2 separate regions of the Mus musculus genome follow, and region 2 is linked to region 1. Evidence: chromatin contacts called from public HiChIP or PLAC-seq data. All regions are on one chromosome and are shown on one strand. Each heading gives the region's core, a stretch centred on a gene start, on an enhancer-like site or on the middle of the called end of the contact. The rest is flanking DNA. Distances are from core to core; before and after follow the strand shown. Region 1 has its middle 72 kb from the start of Gm22473. Region 2 has its middle 160 kb from the start of Gm23860.

The links. HiChIP or PLAC-seq counts read pairs in DNA pulled down with a chosen protein or histone mark.
Region 2: a RAD21 HiChIP or PLAC-seq map of pro-B cells shows a contact between it and region 1, with 60 times the contacts expected there. The contact joins two enhancer-like sites. A contact is called at or near these places in 1 of 15 datasets of contacts at CTCF or cohesin (pro-B cells) and 3 of 484 Hi-C or Micro-C datasets (all in cortical neurons).

The regions. Positions count from the first base shown.
Region 1 is chr4:6,558,693-6,565,401 of GRCm38.p6, reverse strand. No RefSeq gene overlaps it. Among named protein-coding and RNA genes, the nearest start is that of Gm22473, 72 kb to the left of the region's middle. Within about 2 kb of position 3,616, at least 7 of the 459 cell types and tissues checked have an H3K27ac peak or open chromatin away from gene starts, as enhancers often do. A contact at or near this core is called in pro-B cells, where this site is marked.
Region 2 is chr4:7,974,438-7,981,657 of GRCm38.p6, reverse strand. No RefSeq gene overlaps it. Among named protein-coding and RNA genes, the nearest start is that of Gm23860, 160 kb to the right of the region's middle. Within about 2 kb of position 3,792, at least 17 of the 459 cell types and tissues checked have an H3K27ac peak or open chromatin away from gene starts, as enhancers often do. A contact at or near this core is called in pro-B cells, where this site is marked.

The sequences.
Region 1 (6,709 bases), core at 2,367-4,866:
TGAACATCAACAATAGAAATGGAAGAAACGACACAAATTCATGAAAGCTCAACTCACTACCAAATAAAAACTGTATGACGACAGAAATTAAAAGATTTCAACGGGGAAATATATTATTTGCTGGACTAAAGACATTCGTGTGATATTTTGGCAAAGAATCTGACTGCTTTGCTCTTGTCATAATAATTTGCCTGAGACTGAATTGATAGATTTTCAGTTAACCTCATCAGTGAAAGAGATTTCAAGACAGGCTAGTATTGACTGTATTGTGTTGCTATTTATATATATTTATATAAATATAAATATATTTTTATATATTGAACATATATATTTATATATATTTACATATATTTAAATATATATAAATGTTCATTCAAGTAATATAAAGAGAAATACGAATGTACAGTTTGTGGAGAAAAATAAGCTCCAGGAAATATAACGTAGCCAAGTCCTGTGCTCAAGGAAATAAAAAAAATTTAGAGAAAGGTCTGATTCAACATTGAATATGGTACCCCCAGGGCAAGACCTCACCCAGCTATACTTCCAAGTAATTAAAGAAAAAGTTAATTCACAAAAGAAATCATCAACAACAGAGAAGCCGTTGCATGAAACTATAAAGGTGAAACCTGGATTCCATTGGAGAGCCCCATATTTTGGAGATGCCAGTAAGATACCTTGCCAAGGAAAGCTACATACAGGGTATTGAGCCAGCCCAAGAGAAAGAAGTGTGCTACAGACAGTAAAGCTGACAGGGAAGGCTCATCGAAGCCCATGGACATCAGACATAGATAGAACTGCAGAGTTTGGAGGTGCTCTGCTGGGTTTCATTCTGGCTATGGTCCAGGATTTCTTCACTATGCTTGCTTCCTTCCTCTTTGGACTGTTAATATATATCCTCTACTGATGTATTTTGTAAATGTATTTTGTATTATGATATGGCTACAACCCTATAGGGGTCAATGAGAGGAATGTGGTGGTTTAAATGAGAATAGCACTATCAACTTGTATATTTGAATATTTGGTCCCCAATTGATGAGTGATAATGGAGACCAGTACTAAGAAAGCTACCTCAGGAAGGAGGTAGGTGTGGGACTCCAGAGAAAGCAGTGTCTGGTGGCCAGCTCATCCCTCGGAGCTTCACAGTGTACCTACCATTGTCCAAGCCCTGGGATAGGCATGAGCAACCAAATCAAGAGAATACTTTGTGCACTAAACTCACTCTGAGCAATTTATTCAATCTTTCAATTTTGACACAGAAATTCAAATTTCAGTTATAGACTCAGTGCCTGACTTTTCTCCTCTGTGCATTATTAAAATACAAAACAAAACAAAACAAAAGATGTGGAGAGAAAATATCTTTAGAGTCAAACATGAAAATATTTTCCTCTTTAGACTTGGTCAAAAAGAAATACAAGGTCTTAGCAACTCTTCTATGTTCTAGCCTAATAAAATTGGTTTTTATTTTAGATGTGTAGAAGACGTATATTACAAAGGCAATGTTTCATTTTGTCTGCAAGGATGTTTCTGCATCACGAGAGTACCATTAAAGATGGAAACTCTTCGATTCATAGCTTTTCAATTGCATTTTGTTGAATTTTAAGAAATACACACTGTGATGATTTCTTATTACTCTATTTTATAAAATTTACATGAAATACAAATGTAGCTCACAGACCACTTCCTGGATGAGTTAAGGTTAGATTTCATATTGATTTCAGCATTCACTGATGTCTGTTCAAGAAACACCAGGATAAGCCTAGAAAAAGAACCACGTTTTATGTGAGAGAGTTTTTGTCTATATCTAATTATTTTTTAAATTCTCATAAGCACAATATTTCTTTTTGTTTCTTATGGGTAGGATTTAAAAACGGACAGACAACTGAAATTGCTTAAGATGGTTCAGCACAGCTTAAAGACTTTTATTTTTCCCCCATTCTTGAGGAAAGTAACTACCATCTGAAATAGGTGGGCAGAGTCCGGGAACCTTCACAAGGGAGGAAGGCAGTACGAAGCACAGTGGAGCACTGGCATAAAAGTTACAGCAGTGGAATTTAAAATCACATATATTGCCGATTTTATTTTTACATCATATTTTATTTTATTTTGCTTCATTTTATTTTTCCAGACAAGGTGGCTTAGTTAGGGTTTTATTTCCGCGAAAAATCAGCATGACCACAGCCACACTTATAAAGGAAAACATCTCATCAGGGCTGGCTTACGTTTCAGGGGTTTAATTCATTGTTCTCACAGAGAAGATGGCATGGGGGCAGACACGGGGCTGGAGCAGGAGCAGGGGCTGAGAATTCTACACTAAGACAAAGTGACAATGGGCCTGGCTTAAGCTTCTGAACCCCCCAAGTCCACACCCTAGTGACACACTTCCTCCAATAAGGGCACACCTACTCCAACAAGACCACACCTCCAGTAATGCTTCCCTCTATGATTCTAGGGGGGCTGTGATCCTGGCTGTCCTGGAACTTGCTATGTAAATGAAGCTGGCCTTAAACTCACAGAGATCCTCCTTCTACGTTCTGGGATTAGAGATGTGTGCCCCCATGTCCTGCTATGATGTCTGATTTAAGATGTTATGTTCTTGGGGCTGGAAAGACAGATCAGTGATAAAAAACAAAAAACAAAAACAAACAAAAAAAGAAAAAACACAAGTGCTTTCTAAAGACCTAAGTCTAGTTTCTAGCACCTATATCTTGAGGCTCCCTACAATCAAGTTCAGGGCATCTGACACCTTCTTATGGCATGTAAAGGAACTACAGAGAAGTGCTAATACTTACACAGACATGCACATACACATATAACTGTAGACTAAACTTTTTAAAGAAAAGAACGAGATAATCTTGATTCATTTATGGGTGTACAATATACCATCATCTTCATAAACAGAATAACCAGGCCGTGTATTGTGGAAACAGAAGACTTTGATGCCTCCCATTGTCAGCAAAGAGATCCTAGAGACTCTTCTGCATTCCCACACTCCACCCCTCCTAGTCTAGACTCTCTTGCCTTTGCTCACTCCTGAAAAGCCCTAGAAAAGGGCCTCATTCTGTTCAGAGAGGTGAGCAAAGGCCACCCCAGCCATGAGAGCCTGGAGCAGAAATATCTTGAGTTCAAGACCAGCCCTGATACAGCAAGCAACGGGGCTTCCTCCAAGAAGGAAAGCAGCATCTATGCTACTGTCACCCCTAGTCCTGGGCTGCAGAACTGCATCCGGGCCAGATGCCTGGATCAAAGGTCCTGACCCTTTCCGTTTCTGTTCGGAAGGACTGTGCTGCAAAACGCGCCTTGTCCCATCCCTCACACACTATAATTCCATTGAAAATTTTGGGTTTGTGTTTCCATCAAGTCCCCAATACCTTATAGACAAAATTATTTCTCTCCCTAGGGCTCATAAAAGTCATCAAAGAAACACAAGGCAAGAAGACATGAAAGCTTGGCTGGTCCTAGAGTTAGAAGACATTCTTTGTAATTTTCACAAATAACCATAATTCTTTAAGAGTTTTGAACCCTTTTCCCTACCGAATATGTCTAAAGTCCTAAACCTTAACAAACCTTTACAATTCCCTAGGACTGTATAAAGTGAAAGCTTATTAACGTATCAGAGAAGACCTGCATTCTACGTTAGCTTAGCGCCACCAAGTGGGCATCAGGGGAAAAGTCACTGTTGGGAGTGATTTTTTTGTTTTCGTTTTTTTAAAAAAAATCTTTACCTTGGCCCCCTATTAACTGCCTGGAAGCATATACTGAAAATGGAGTAAATTCAGAAAAATCTTGACTTTTAGTTTCACATTCCATATGGTAATAATAAAAGAAATTGGCTTACATTTTCTGCAAAATCTGATGAAGCAGATTGTCATTGTCAACAAATTCCATTAAAAATTGTTCTGTCTCCAACACTTGTCATAAAAACATGACTAGAAGTTTAGCAGGACCCAGGTTTCTGCTATCATGAATACTATGTATTTAAGTGCACCTTCGTTGGATATTTCTTGAGGTTATAAAATTATTATTTGTCCCAAAAGACTGACTGTCATGTTCCCTTTATGGATACACAAATGTATAATTATAAAGTACTGATAATGCCTGTGTTCTGAAATACAACATTCTCAGGACACGAAAAGTGACCCTCTTCTCTTTGCTCACAATGTAATGACATTAGGTTCTGGGAATCCTAAGTAAATAAGATGTTTTAGGTTATAGAAATGGGATCACAGAGCATGTCCCCTCTTGGTGCACCTTGAAAGACCGTGTGTGGTCTAAGCCTGTTTTTTCCTGGGCAACTAGAGAATCTTGAGGCTCATCTACATTGGATAATGTAGTTTTATGATATATTTATATCATATACATTTATCCCTGAAAAGGTATATAATATATGTATATATATTATAAATAGATAGATAGATAGATGATAGATAGATGGTAGATAGATAGATAGATAGATAGATAGATAGATGATTGATAGATAGATAGATAGATGATAGATAGATAGATAGATAGATGATTGATAGATAGATAGATAGATAGATAGATAGATAGATAGATAGATAGATACTCCCTATAAGGATCACTTATTTATTCTGTTACAGGTTGGTGTGTGGGTACTTCCAATGTGAGCAACTTTTGATAATGCTCTAAGAACCTCTTCTGACATGTGACATTATACTACTTAGCACAAACTTTTAAGTAGGTATAAAATGTAGAAAGCTGTCAAAGGACACATATTTTTAATTTTTCCAGCCTAGTGTTAGTAGTGTATAAATTCACATTTCCTAACAGAAATTTAAGAGCACCTGGGAGGCCATTTTCTGCCCAACATTTGTATTGCTTGGTTTCTTCTTCATTTCTTTTTGGTGGTATGCCATATTTATTTTGAAGTCTTTTTTTAAAATAAAATATGGAAATATTTTATTTAAAATTATTATATTAATTATTAATATGAATATTTATATTTTATAGATATAAAACGATTATATTTATTTGAGTAAAGTACTTTTGTGGCCTCTTATTTATTCTCTCTACTTTTTCCATTTTTTATTAGGTATTTAGCTCATTTACATTTCCAATGCTATACCAAAAGTCCCCCATACCCACCACCCCCCACTCCCCTACCCACCCACTCCCCCTTTTTGGCCCTGGCGTTCCCCTGTACTGGGGCATATAAAGTTTGCAAGTCCAATGGGCCTCTCTTTGCAGTGATGGCCGACTAGGCCATCTTTTGATACATATGCAGCTAGAGACAAGAGCTCCGGGGTACTGCTTAGTTCATATTGTTGTTCCACCTATAGGGTTGCAGTTCCCTTTAGTTCCTTGGGTGCTTTCTCTAGTTCCTCCATTGCGGGCCCTAGAAAAATTATTGCTATACTTTCTAGATAAAATAATATTTTAAAATGAAAGGTTCAATTAAAAATACATTCATTATACTTAATGATACTTACATATCATATGATTGATTTAAAATGACCAACATCTCAGTAATAGACAACTTTCTTTCCAAAAATGCTGGCTGTATGCAAGCATCTTTCCTTCATTTACTTTAAACACTCCACTAGTAGTATTGATTAATTTTTACTTTCATTTGCATTTCAAATTACCAATTATGTTGGTTTGAATAGGAATGTCCCCCATAGACCCAAATATTTAAATGCTTGGCCATTAGGAAGTGATCACTATTTGAAAGAGATTGCAAGGTATGACTTTGTTGGAGGGTGTGTGGCCTTGTTGGAGAAAGTGTGTCACTGGAGGTGGCTTTTGCAGTTTCAGAAGCCCAAGACAGACCCAGTGACTGCTGGTCTTTACCTGTTTGCCCTTGCCTAACTAGCCCATCCATTTCTTCACTGGTAGAAGAGCCTACTTCTTCAGGATTCTAGCATACACTGAAGACCAGCTGAGACACCTAGCCTCATGGACTGAGAAACTACTGGATTCCTCGACTTTCCATTCACAGTAATCCAGTGTTGGGTTAGCTGGACTGTAGTCTCTAAGTCATTCTAATAAACACCCTTTCTGTCTATATAATGAGATTCATTCCATAAGCTGTCACTGTAGACAATCCTGACCAATGAAGTAAGCATGTTTTCATATGTTTGAAGACCTAATTTTTGTTTTTAAAAGAAAGTAGTTTCAGATGGGCTGTGTACTTCATATAAGTATCAGGAGATATCCTTTTGGTCTGGACATGAGCTTCGTCATCTGCAGTTGCCACAGGTATCTCCCATGTCCTGCCTTACCTTTCTACTTGCTTTCTAGATGTTTTTGATGATTGCAACTTCCTAATTTCACTGAAGTCAAATCTGTAACTCTGCTTTCGAGTTGGTGACTCATATTTCATTTTAAGAATTCCCATCAATATGAAGATATCTTCTTGTACTACAGTCTAAGCTTCATAATCTTATAATTACTGATTTGGTCTTTCATCTATATAACTACAATCTACCTGGAATTCATGTTACTGAAGGTACAAGAGTCACTGCCAAGTCTCTTGTCAGTGATCAGTTTGAAAGCAAGCATCCACATTCCCTGTAACTCAGTGTCTTTGCTCTTATACAGAACCTTAAATATAAATGGGATTTGTTTCCAAAATCTCTGTCTTGTTCCACTAGTCTGTGCCTATGCACTGTCCTTTTCGTGGGGTCTTAAGAGTGAGTCTTGATATCATGACTATCTGTATTGATTTTTACTAAAGATCACAGCTAAGTTA
Region 2 (7,220 bases), core at 2,543-5,042, 1.4 Mb before region 1:
GCATGAGTCCTTATTACAAGTTGGAGCATCTTCTTGGTATATGGCCAGTAGTGGTGTTGCTGGATCTTCTGGTAGTACTATGTCCAATTTTCTGAGGAACAGCCAAACTGATTTCCAGAGTGGCACAGAGCTAAACAAAGAATTCTCAACTGAGGAATACTGAATGGCTGAGAAGCACCTGAAAAAAATATTCAACATCCTTAACCATCAGGGAAATGCAAATGAAAACAACCCTGAGATTCCACCTCACAGCAGTCAAAATGGCTAAGATCAAAAATTCAGGTGACAGCAGATGCTGGCGAGGATGTGAAGGAAGAGGAACACTCCTCCATTGCTGGTGAAGGATTTCTTAAATAGGATATTTACAAAGCTAGTAGAAGAGGAAATACCAAAACCACTTTGTTCTTTTAGTTGAGAGAGACAGGAAGAGAAAAGAATACATGAGCAACAGCAGAACACATGAGGGATTCAGATTTTCAAATCACCTAGATGGGTGGTGTTTGGCCTGAAATCATAGCAGTCACACGGCAGCCACTGGAGAGCAGAAACAGGGATTGTTATGAAACCCTGGAACGGTGGCACCTGTCTGTAACCAATCACAACACAAGGGATGCTAAGGCAGAAGAACCAGAAAAGCCCAGCCAAGGCTTCATAGCAAGTTACAGGCCAGCCTGAACTGCAGAGTTAAACTCCATTGGGGAAAAATATGAAATTGGTATAAATTGCTTTTGATACAGATTTTGTATTCTGGAACTGTTAATTATACTTGATAACAGTATCCAAAGTGAATAATATAAAGATGTTCTATGAAGGGTTATTTGTAAAGTAGAGGAGCTAGTAGAACTCAGAGCCATGCAGACATACCTTCTGTGCAAATAGAGAACCCCTGAAAGTAAAGACAACAGAAATCACGTCATGCCTCTGCCTGTGGGGCAGAGCGAAGCTAGAGATAAGCAAAAGAAAGTCTGTGAAGAAAGAAGTGAAGTCAATCAAGATTAGAAGCCCTGCTTTTCTCTTCTCCACCGAATATATTCATGGTTTCTTTATCCTGCAATAATGTACCACAGAGGCACTGGAATACGAAGAGATAGCAGACAAGAATATGAACAATGAACTCATTTTTTTTTCTCGGTTCTTCTAAAATTGGTCTTCAGGAGAGTGAAAAGGAAGGTTTGATTGCTACCTCTGAGCATCTCTCTAGAATTCAAATGGAGACTTGCTTTCCCTCTGAATGATCTAAAGCATGAAAAAAAAAATCCCAGCTTATAGGAGACTCTTGTTCTTTTCTTGAAAATAATATTATAATGAGGTTGGTGGAAGTTTGAATTGTACAGGTTAAGCATTAATCCTAAGCAGGACACATGATTAAAAACTCAAATCTCACTGAAATTTAACTGATACCCCTTGTTGAGCGTAACGTCAGATCAAGAATCATTATCATTTGCTTTGGAGACTTTGGTGTGGTTGCTATGACAACAAAACTTTAGGGCACTGTAGTCTACATCGAATCACGAAATGACAGATGGCCTATTATGGAACTGTACATATTTGGCGATGAAAAGAAAATACATCAATCTGAAGTTCATTCATTCATTGTGCTGATGTGGAAGAGCAGAGCTATGATAACAGAGTTGGGGAAGAAGCAGCCACCAGAAAGGGAAGGTTAAAACGAAGCTTTATTCATCACGAGCGGATGTTAACTGCCTTGAAGGCTGCTGACAGATTACTGTCCCTTCCCAGCCAGGCACAGAATTCTACATTAGCGGATCTGGTTCAGCACCATTGAGGAAAGCTTCCTCTATTACAATTAGTTAGAATCCCGAGTGAGGCTGACTGAAGACTGGCGAGCAGAAGGCGATTGAGTGTAGGTGGGAAGAGTTTGCTCTTTCCTTCCCAATGCTTTGGGGGCTCAGACAGGATGCTGGGAGAGGAATATGACGACGTGCTCAGAGATAGAATTAGACATCAAACTGAATAACTCGAAAACTAAAACACATTGTGTGAAGGGCTGAGCCTTGATGGTCCTTAAAATGTCCACTGTGGATACCATGATATCTAGCTGGAAGTTCTGCTTAAGCCTGTGAGCCCACATTTTAAATTCCAAACTATTGGTTATCCAGACAGCGAGGGGATTGTTTCTAGGGACTCTGGTCATTTTTAAGATACCTGAGTACCTGTAGCTCTCTACTTATCATCTGTCTCTTTTCTCAGGTTTTGTTTCCTTCCTCAGACCTGCCCCATACTTCTATTTATAAATTGCTCAACGCTTGGCAGTGGGTGAGTCATACATCATGCCATAGGCTGTCTGTTAATAGAAATGGACATATTATCCTGTTTTTAAGTATAAAGAAAAAGGAAATAGAGAAAAAAGTCTTTGTGGCCTCAAGGAAAAAGCAAAGAAGAATCTTGTAAGCTGAGGTCTGATGATGGTTGAAAAGTCATCCTTTGTCGAAATAGTTTGCTGATGTTGAAGGCAGTAGGCACCTTTCCTTAGAAGTCATCATGACTCAGTGTTTGGCCTTATAGTTGATGTGTTATCAGGAAGCTTAATTATTAGATGTGAGCTTTGTCTAAGTGGATGCAAGGGTTTACCCATGAGGCCCTGGTTCGGAATTTGTGTTTTGCTATCTGAGTTGAGCACATGATGCTCTCCAACTTCTGCATAGGAAACCCCTCATTCTTTAAACCTGAAAAAAATTGTGTAGTAGAGTCAGCAAATCAATCACAAAATTGGACCCTACAATAGGTGAATACGAAAGACGAAGCCAGTATGACCACATTTATTCTTTTACATGGCGTCTTGGCATGATTTTAGGGCACTGCCTTTTTCTCTAAGATTCCTATTTAATTAATGGAAGCATAAAGTTTGTTGGAATGAGGAAAGGAGGCTATTTTTCCTTTCTTGAGGTCCTAAAGAAAATCTAACCTGCTTTGCTGAAGATACTCACATTTTAACAGCACAGCATGGATTACGAAGTTTTGCTGGTTAAAATTTCTGTTATATGACTTGAACCATTTAAAAAAAACAACCTTGGCCATGGGAAGGTATTTGTATATATTTGTATGTGGTATGGAAAACAGACACAGACATACACAAACACACACACACACACACACACACACACACACAGACACACACACACACACACACACACACACAAGCACACACACACATATACACACACTATTCATTTTCCGAATGCTGGAGTGTTGTAAAATTCTGTTTTCTTTTCATTTCTGGATGTTGTAAATAAACTGAATCTATACAGTAGGCTTTTGTCAAACTCCCAGAATGACAATTTTATTTTATAGCATACCCTAGAGTGACAGCCAGAAACTGTTCTGCACCACCTCAGTACAAACAAAATTAGCTTTTCACAATATTTTTGCAGATGTTAAAGGTCATTAATAGAATGAAACCAGATGACTAAAGCAACACATTCAGAATGATTGGCCTTCATTTTTCTTCCTGGCTTAAAGACACAGAGACCCCTTTCTCTCCTACTTGGCTACATTTCACATTTTTTTTTTCCTAGTTACTTAATGGCTTCCAAAATCATAAAAGTAAAAGTGGCAGGGTATGTAGTTCTTGGCACATGCCTTCTTCCTTGTTTGACAGAGGTAGAATTTTATTAGACAAAAATAGTGTTAACTGTGTTTTGTTTTAAACACTCTGTGTTAACAATTGCTGGGATGTTCTGTTTTCCCCAGTGAAGCTTTTGTTATGAATGACATGCGATCTCCATCCCGCTGCAACAACCACGAGAGGAGAGGAAGTTAACTGCATGGGGCGCTACTAGACTTCTGTCAGAAAGGAAGTGGGTGAGAGGGCACCAGTCAGTCTTGCAGCTTAATTATTGTATTCTTGTTCAGGTTGCTGGCATGCTAGCCATTTATCTTACGTCCTATCTCAAATCTTATAGTATTTGGACCATAGGTAAAGAAACTACAGTTTATATAAATGGATGTACCTATGCCAGCCATAGCCACAGATCAATTTGGAATTAGTATAACGTCTAAAATGATCCTTTACTATTTAGTAGGCAAATATTTGGAAACTAACGTTCATCATATGGTGAACAGAATGAAATAAAATACAGCTCACTTCATTTCTTAGAGAAAATGAAATGGTAGTGTAAATATGGTTCTCATTTTTCAGATATTACAGTTTGAATTTGAAATATCCCCCAAAGGTCCATGTGTTAAAAGCTTAATCTTCAGGCTGACCCAATTGGGAGCTGGTAGAACCCCTTTTTTTAAAAAAAGAAGGCTGGGCCTAGTGAGATGGTGGGCTATTGAGGATACATTCCTAAGAGAGGTGTTAGGACAGTCTATCCCCACTATATTCTTGTCAGCCACCATGAGATGAGCAGCAATAGGGGTGGGGTGGTAGTCTTTGAAAGAGTGACTCACAATGAACCTTGGTTCTGCTTAATTTGTCCATAGTATATAGTTTCAGGGATGGAAAACTGAGGAGTCCATCAGAGTTCCTTGTGGGCAAGCAATGCAGAGGTACAGGCATGGAAAATACAGTAAGTTATTCAATAAAACTGACTCATCTGCGGAAGGGGCCTGTGAATGGTAGGTGTGTGGATACAGATGTGGGGAGGGTTACTGTGATACAGGGAAGGTGAAACTATTAGATGACTTAGAGTGAGGAAATAAGCATCCTTCTGTCTTGAGTATCCTGGAACCACAAGGCTAGCTATGGAATCCTGAAAGAATCGGCTGTATAGCAACCGCGTAAAAAACAAAAACAAAACAAAACAAACCAAAACAAACCTCATTGAGGTTCTACTGCACCTCAGCCTCTGTTTGGGTTCTGAGAGAACAGTGGAGTACTGAGTGCAAAGGAGTTCCTAGATCAAGTTAAATGAGGTGGGAAAACCTATCTTAAACATGGGTGGCACCACTCCATGGACTGAATAAAAAGGAAACGGCAAGCTGATTATCAATATTCACCCTTCTCTTTGTCCTGGTCACCGATGAAATGTAGCCCCCTGCCTCATGCCATTGGTATCACCATTTCATGACTGTGATGGACTGTATCTCCCAACAGGAAGCCAAGACAAACACTTCTTTCTTTAAGTTGCTTTTCTTAGGGGTTTGGTCACAAAACCAAGAAAGGTAATGAATATAGGTTCGGACAAGTGAATGAATGTAGAGACCTGTAGTTTATGAGCAAGTGCAGGACATGGCATCAGAGTATGTCACTGTGGAAGTGGGAGCAGAGGCTAAGAGCAGTTGAGAATGTTTAACATTAGCAAAAGGACAGCACTGGGCTCTAGGGATTCCCAAAACTCACAGTTTCATGAGAAAAGAGGAGGGACAAATAAAGATGAGTAAGTAAAGCCATGTTCAAGGAGTTGAAACAGGAGAGATTATTGTCCTCTGAGCTCATTCTTTTCCGTGGAAGCAGGTATCCTCACATTATGCTACCCTGGAACACCAGGGAGGAACTCCTCTGTATGCCTTTGCTTTGCCTATCTAAGATCATTGCTGCAGAACCAAGAGTGATAATACTTCTTGATTTGCACAGGTATCAATGGAATCCATACAAATATGATGTTTCATCTCTAAATGAAAAATTGCAGAACAAAATAAAAATTTCCTTAAGCACTGTAAATGAAAGGAGTATGCAATTTAAAATGTCATACTTCAGGTGTAGTAGGTAAGTGAGATTCCTATAATCAATCAGTCAAAGAAAACTATTATTCTTGGACTATGTGAAAGTAGATAAGCTTAAAATATAATATTTTAAGAATAACAGGAGAATGATGATAGATGAAAAATTACCTTTTATATCAACATATTTGGTTCTCAAATAAATTTAGTGTTATTTCCTTTATAGATCATAACAAGTTAGAGAATTCACATACCTCAAGATGGCAATAAATATTGGTGAGAAAACCTTACATTTCTGAGAAACTACTCAAATATTCTTCAAACTTAATGTACTATCTGTATAATGTCAAACAAGAATTTTTTTTATTACATTGTGTGGGCTTGGGTTATTACTTTAAAAGGTTTAAGGAACAAAATTCAATTGGCTTCTACTTTTCCATTACACACCACATACACTATAATATACTGTTGTGCATGTAACATTAGAATATAAAGGTATAAAGGTATATGATATAAAGCTATAAAGGTATATAAAAAAAGACAACATTAGGGACCTGAAATTCCTATGTTCTACATGGTAAGTTTAAAATTTTTAAATATTAAGTGAAGTTACAAAACTCATGTCCAAGTGGAAAGATCTCAACATAAAACCAGATATACTAAATCTGATAAGAGAGAAAACAGGGAATAGCTTTAAATGCACTGGTGTGGGAGACAACTCCCTGGACAGAAAAACAATCACAAAGGCACAGTCACTAAGATTAATAACTAGTGAACAGGTGCTCATGAAACTGAAAAGCTTCTGGAGGGCAAAGAACACTGTCAATAGGACAAACAGATGCCTACAGAATAGGAAAATCTCTTTCCCAACCCTACATCTGAGAGAGGGCTAATATTAAAAACATATAAAGAATTCAAGAAACTAGACATCATCAAACCAAATAATCCAATATAAAATGGGGTACATATGTAAACAGAGATCTCAGATGGACATGAAACAAGATGTCCTTCAAGAGAGGAATGGAGCCAGGCGGTGGTGGTGTATGCCTTTAATCCCAGCACTTGGGAAGCAGAGGCAGGCAGATTTCTGAGTTCGAGACCAGCCTGGTCTACAAAGTGAGTTCCAGGACAGCCAGGGCTACACAGAGAAATGAGAGAGAGAGAGAGAGAGAGGGAGAGAGAGAGAGAGAGAGAGAGAGAGAGAGAGAGAGAGAGAGATACAGAAAATGTACTTTACACAATAAAGTACTACTCAGCTATTAAAAACAACGAATTCATGAAATTCTTAGGCAAATGGATGGAACTAGAAATATCATCCTGAGTGAAGTAACCCAATCACAAAAGAATACACATGGTATGCACTCACTGGTAAATGGATATTAACCAGCTCCAAAGCTCAGAATACCCAAAATACAATTCACAGACCACATGAAGCTCAAGAAGAAGGAAGACCAAAGTGTGGGTCCTTTGGTCCTTCTTAGAAGGGGTAACAAAATACTCATGAAGCAAATTTGGAGATAAAGTGTGAAGCAGAGACTGAAGGAAAGGCTATCCAGAGATTGCCCCATCTGGGAATCCATCCCATATACAGTCAC